Linked DNA regions of Muntiacus reevesi: region 1 is linked to region 2. Evidence: chromatin contacts called from public Hi-C data. All regions are on one chromosome and are shown on one strand. The core of a region is the stretch at or near the end of the contact, and the rest is flanking DNA. Distances in the headings are between cores, read along the strand shown.

What was found. A called contact is a pair of places that touch in the nucleus more often than the background predicts.
Region 1: a Hi-C map of muscle shows a contact between it and region 2, with 5 times the contacts expected there. The contact joins the promoter of PRUNE1 here to the promoter of PSMD4 in region 2. A contact is called at or near these places in 2 of 3 Hi-C or Micro-C datasets (blood and muscle).

The regions. Positions count from the first base shown.
Region 1 is chr1:82,305,132-82,307,926 of mMunRee1.1, forward strand. It overlaps PRUNE1 (prune exopolyphosphatase 1), which reads right to left and starts at 1,344. Exons shown (of 8, transcript XM_065904661.1): 1 at 1,219-1,344. It overlaps MINDY1 (MINDY lysine 48 deubiquitinase 1), which reads left to right and starts at 940. Exons shown (of 10, transcript XM_065904640.1): 1 at 940-1,818.
Region 2 is chr1:82,111,158-82,114,344 of mMunRee1.1, forward strand. PSMD4 (proteasome 26S subunit ubiquitin receptor, non-ATPase 4) reads right to left here and starts at 1,735. Exons shown (of 10, transcript XM_065904431.1): 1 at 1,625-1,735. The coding sequence starts at 1,650.

The DNA.
Region 1 (2,795 bases), core at 94-2,593, 190 kb after region 2:
CGCCACAAGGCGATTCACCCCGGGAGGAAGTGCGTAACCGGGCGCCCCGGGAGTCCGCCGTTACCCCGCCCCCAGCGGCGGAGGCCAAGTTCTGTGCCCAGAGACTCACGGGAGGCGCGAAGTGGGGAGTGGTGCGGAGGCATCCTGGGAAATGTAGTCCCGCAGCTCCGCTATGGCCCCCAAGAATTGCGGGAAGGAGAATTATCCGAGTTCACAAATGTGTATGTGTCATATAATCTATCTTTGTGGCTTCTGAACTTTCCCTCTTGAGTCAGGCTAAGTATAGCGTCTTTCCATAAATTATATCGACCACCTGGTTGACATCTAAAATTCCACTGGGCAAAAACAACTCTTCGTCTTTCTTGAATTCTCTTCCTTACCAAACTAACACATTATGTGGTCTTCCTTGTTATAAAAAAATTTTAATAATCTCTGACCTCTCTTCTTTACTTAATACCTATAGTCTCTTGCCAACTCCTGCTGCTTCTTTTACAACTCTGTAGCCATTTGGCAAAACGTCTCATTCTTCCCCGGTCTGTTGTAACCTGGGGTCTATACGCCCTGCCTCCCAGTTGTCCCAACTGCCCTTTCAGCCTGCGGAGTTGCTTGAAGTTTCATCCTGCCGTAGCCCTGTGAGTAGAGCTTGGAAGGCCTTTAAGAATGTAGAGTTGGGTTCCAACCTCCTTTAACTGCCACCTTCCAGCCCCAGAGGAGTGCAGCGTACTGCATGTAAATGTACTCTCACCATCAAATGTTCCCTCACTTATGAATCCGTCCCTTTTTTTTTTTTTTCTGCAGCCAGCCTCACACCAGTTTTTCCTCCTCATCAAGCTAGGAATTGAGGGGAAGTGATGGATGAGAAGCTGAGGCCTGTGGGGGTAACAAGGACCAGAGCACAGGGGTATGGAATCCCCTGCTTGCTCAGCTAGTTTTCTGCTTGCTTCACTCGCTGCTTCTTCCGCACCTTTTGCATTACCAGGGTGCAGCCCCACCGGTTTCATTTCTTAACTAAAAAAAAGAAAAAATGATACAGTACGGACTTCGAAAGGATCAGGATTTTTTTCACTTTAAATGAATAAATATGAAAATATCAGACTCTTTGGCCCTGTTTTTGGGAGGCAGGGCAGAGGACTGCCGCACCCAGGGAGATCCAACAAGCTTCGGTCCAGCCCTGCTCCTCCCAGCTCAGCCAGGGCCCTTGCTCTTCCCTAGTCTCACCAGAGAGGCACAAGTGCTCCATCCCTTCCAGCGGCAGGCGGAGAGAAGAGAAAGGGTCTGTTGTTTTTCTCTCCTTGTTTCTCTCCCTCACTGCTGATCACTAAGCTGCTGACCAGGTCAGAAAGCCCGAATGGAAATCCGCCAGTGCCGGGCAGGCTCCTCCTCCTTCGGGAAGCTTGTCCTTGACTGATTTTTCTTTGTCCCGATGGGGGAAAAAAGAGAGAGAGAGAAAGAACAAAAAAGAAAAACCACAAACTTCCTTTGAAAACCAGCGCTTGTAGACGGGGCCTGGAGCGCGCGCCCTAGACTCGGCGACTCAGATCCTGAAGACGCTCTGAGCGATCTGGGCGCACCTGGGCTGCACCCCTGCCTGGCTGCACCCTTCTCCAGGGCCCCCCGGTCGTGGGCGTGAGCCCGGAAGTAGCCACGAGCCAGCCGGGACCGCCGCTCGTAAACCTGGGTAAACCTGTGTAGACTCTGGCGTTGACAGCTGGGAGGCGGCCGGGACTGGCGGCGCCCCTGTCAGAGCCCACCTCCCTCACCGCAGTCCCGGAGTTGAACCCTCTTTCTAAGTCCTGGAACAGCCCCCACTTCTTTAAGGTAAAAACTGTCTTAACCATTTCCTTCAGCTTTTTTCCTTTCCCTCTCTAGCTTTGGGGAGGTGACCCTGCCTATCCTCCCACCCTGGGTCTGTCTAAGTCTGGATTTCTAGAGGCGCTCAGGCAGGAGTAAGTAAAAGAGATGCTACCTTTCCCCCTTTTAATTACACCTTCCCCGTCTCCCTTGCTAACAAGTAGACAGGGCACTGTGGCGGACTTATTCTGAGGGGAAAATCTAAACCATTAGTTGCATGAAGATTTGGGTCAGAGGGAGAGGGAGATTGGAATGGAACCCTACGCACTTGAAGGGAGAGTAAAGTTCCTGGGGAGCAGAGGTGGGAGGGGGAAGTGTCTTCTTGAAGCTACAGACCTGATTCCTGAGATTCTTCCAACTTCTGGCTATTTATTGCTACTGGCTAGGGAGGGGCAGGGGCTGTTTTACCTCCCCTGTCTGCCACCAGAGGATGATTCCAGAAAGTGTAGGATTTAGTTAAGAGGGAAGGAATGAATTCCTTGTTTAAGTACCTGAGAGTCTCAGAATGCATTCTGCTCTCAAGTACTCCATGCCCACTCCACCAGGTGTGGACCCTGTAGCCTGGAACTCTTCCAGTTACACTTCCTTCCCCTCTTCTGAAGAATTAGCCCACTTAGCTTTCAACCCAGTTTCTCTGAGACCCAGTTTCCTCTGGTAGTCCAGTTCTGGGTTCTTTTGGTTCACCAGATTGCCCAACCCCCACTTAATTATAGACCATTTGTGGCATTTGGATAGAAAAGATAAGAAGTAAGCCCTGTTTTTCTCCAAACTTTTAAAAAATTGTCCCAGGCTCTGCTTTCTGCCTCTGAGGCTCATCCTAAATGACATTTGGGAAGGAAGGAAAAAAGGAGAGAGATTTTTTTTAAAAAGTGTAAGGCCTGCGGGCAAATTTTGCTACTCCGATTCTAAATTAAATACATGGAATTGAGATGCAGCTAGCATAG
Region 2 (3,187 bases), core at 485-2,984:
CAAATCCTGTCCTCTTTCTACTCTTAACTTGCTTTCTCCCAGAGGTTGCCATATTTAGCAAATGAAAATTCAGGGCTCTCAGAATTCCCTGGTGACACAGTGGTAAAGAGTTCGCCTGCCAATGCAGAGGACGTGGGTTCGATCCCCGGTCTGGGAAGATCCCACATGCTACAGAGCAACTAAGCCCGAGTGAGCTGCAACTACCGAGCCTGTGTGCCACAACTACTGAAGCTCCAGCGCCTAGAGCCTGTGTTCCTCAACAAAAAGCCACAGAAATGAGAACCCTGCAAACCCTCACCACAACAAACAGTACCCCCACTCCCAGCAACTACAGAAAGCCCAGGCAAAAGCAATGAAGACCCGGCACAGCCAAAAATAAATAAATAAGAGAAAATACAGGACTCCCAGTTAAATCTGAATTTCAGACAAACAACAGCAACTTTTTAGTGAAAGTATGTCCCATGCAAAGCCATTTTGGTATTAAAAATAATTGTTTATCTGAAATTCAAATTTTACTGGGCATCCTGTGTGTTATCTGGCAACAGTATCTTCCCAGAAAAAAGAAAACCGTCAGGTGTCTGTTCCATGCAATTGGAGACTTGTGTGTGTCTGTGTACTATTCTGTTTTCATTCTAGGCTCACACTTAAAAGAAACTCTTGAAACCTTGCAAAAGTGTGGTCCTCAGTTCCTAACAGCTACTCAGCCAAGTCTGAGACTGATGAAGACAGAGAGCTCACTGGGTAAGAGCCCAAGCGTCTTTGAGTCTGATAATCCAGGGTTTAAACCTAGGCTCCACCACTTAATCGGCTGTGTGATTTTGTGTAAGTCATTTAAAACTGCCGAGACGCGGTATCCTCATCTGTAAAAGGCAGGGAGTATCGTGAGGCTTAAGTGAGATGAAGCAAATTAAATGCCTAACATTTAGAAGGTAGCTTAGTCGGTAAACAATCTGCCTGCAGTACAGGAAACCCACATTCGATCCCAGGGTCGGGAAGATCCTCTGGAGAAGGAAATGGCAAACCACTCCAGGATTCTTGCCTGGAAAATCCCAGGGACAGAGGTGCCTAGCGGGCTACAGTCCATGGAATCGCCAAGAGTCCGACACGACTTCGCCACAAACACTTTTTTTTTTCCTTTCTTTTTTGCCACAAACACTTATAAAGTACTCTTCTAGTGCCTTTGACGGTAACACCAGGAAAAGCAAAGGAGTCAGTGACGAGCGAATGGGGCGAGGAAGCGATTTGAAACTCTCTTCCTAACTAACACCCATCATTTTGAGAGGAAGGCAGAAGACTATCATGGTGAGTCCGAGAAGCAGGACTCTAGCTAAAGACAGATGTAGGCTGGTCTGGAGAAGACGACGCTAAAGGAGAAAAATAGCAGGGCCGGTCCATGACTGTCCGCGGACTGAGGGTTAAGGGGGGTACCTCGGGCCCGTCAGTCGGGAACTACCTCTGGGGCCCCGGGATGACTCAGGGAGTCGCTGGAGCTCCTTTCCTCCCGGCCCAAGGCCTCATCTCTTCCGTCAGGCTCCCTCCCCCACCCCAGGCCCACCCGGCCTCCGAGCTACAGGCGCCCCAGACCCAGTCCCGCTCCCCAAGGGGGCCCGAGGCGGCGCCTCACCAAACCATAGTGCTTTCCAACACCATCGTGCCTCCTTCCTCCCTCCCGGACCGGTTCTCCTGGACCACCTAACAACAACTCCTCCAATTGGCCTGGCGCGCATCACCAATCACTGATCTCGACTGGGCCAGCAGGTTCCGCCCTCATCCCCGTGTTGCTTTCTGGGAGTTGTAGGCGCCGCCAGAAAAAAAAAAAGTAGGCGCTGTTTGGGGCGGAGGGAGGGGCCAAGTAACAAAAAAGAGGGCCACACCTCCACCTGCCCTGCCATTCAGGCTTTCTGGTGGCGTTCCTTGCCGAGATCTAAGAGAAAATGTGAAGGAACTTCTGAAAGTGCTGAGGCTATGTCTATTCCAGTATCATCGTTTTTATTTTATTTTATTTTTTACTTTTATTTGCATTTATTTTCTGCGGCATTTGTTCCCGGGCCATAAGTTTTTGTTTCTTCAGTTTCTTCTGGGATATCTTTTTCTTCTGTGGAACCTCCTCTTCTGGTTTAGGAACAATCTGTTCTTTTTCAGTAAGGATCATCTCAATGTGGCAGGGAGAGCTCATGTAGGGGTTGATCCCACCGTGAGCTCTGTAAGTCCTGCGCCGCATCTTGGGGGCTTTGTTCACTTGGATGTGCTCAATGACCAGAGAATCTACATTTAAGCCCTTAAATTCAGCATTACTCTCTGCATTTTTGAGCATGTGTAGTAAAAATTCAGCACTCTTTTTGGGCCACCGACCCTGCGTCCAGCCCCACTGTTTGGCCTATGCACACCTACCAACTCCACCATTGTAACGACGGAATGGCACACATTGCTTCTTTAAAGTGACATCCTTCAGATGCTTGGTGGTTTTTTGGATATGCATACCCTTTATGGCCTGGGCAGTCTCACGAGTGTTCTTAAAGTGAACACGAAGATTTGAACCTCTTGATTTGCATGATTTTGTGGGGTTTTCTGGGTCAAGTGAATAGCTCACCATTTTCAAGGGTCAGCTCAGGTCGCTTCAGTATCATCGTTTTTAAAAAGTGGTGGGATGACTACTGACTTTCCAGCTCCCCCGGTTCCCCATGGCACATCAAACAGCTAAGCCCTTAAGCCTCTGAATTGCATTTGTTTGTGTAGTTGTCTTTCCCATTTCATCAAGGGCAAAAGCAAGTGAAAGTGTTAGTCTATCAGTCGTGTCCCACTCTTTGCGACCCCATGGATTGTAGCCCGCCAGGCTTCTCTGTCCACGCCACGGAATTCTTCAGGCAAGAATACTGGAGTGGGTGGCCATTTCCTTCTGCAGGGGATCTTCCCCAACCCAGGGATCGACCCAATCTCCTGCACTGCAAGCAGGTTCTTTACCATCTGAGCCACCAGGGAAGCTCCCCATTAAGGGCAAGAAAGGTGTCAATCTCTGCTATCCCTAAGTCCACTACAAAGCCTGACATATGGTAGGAAGGCAGGAAAAAAGTTTGATGAATCAATAATTTTAACTAATCTCCCAAAGAATGGGAGACAATCTAGTCAACCATTTTCGCTTTTTAATCAGGAATCACATTTTAGGGACTTCCCTGGCAGTCTAGTGGCT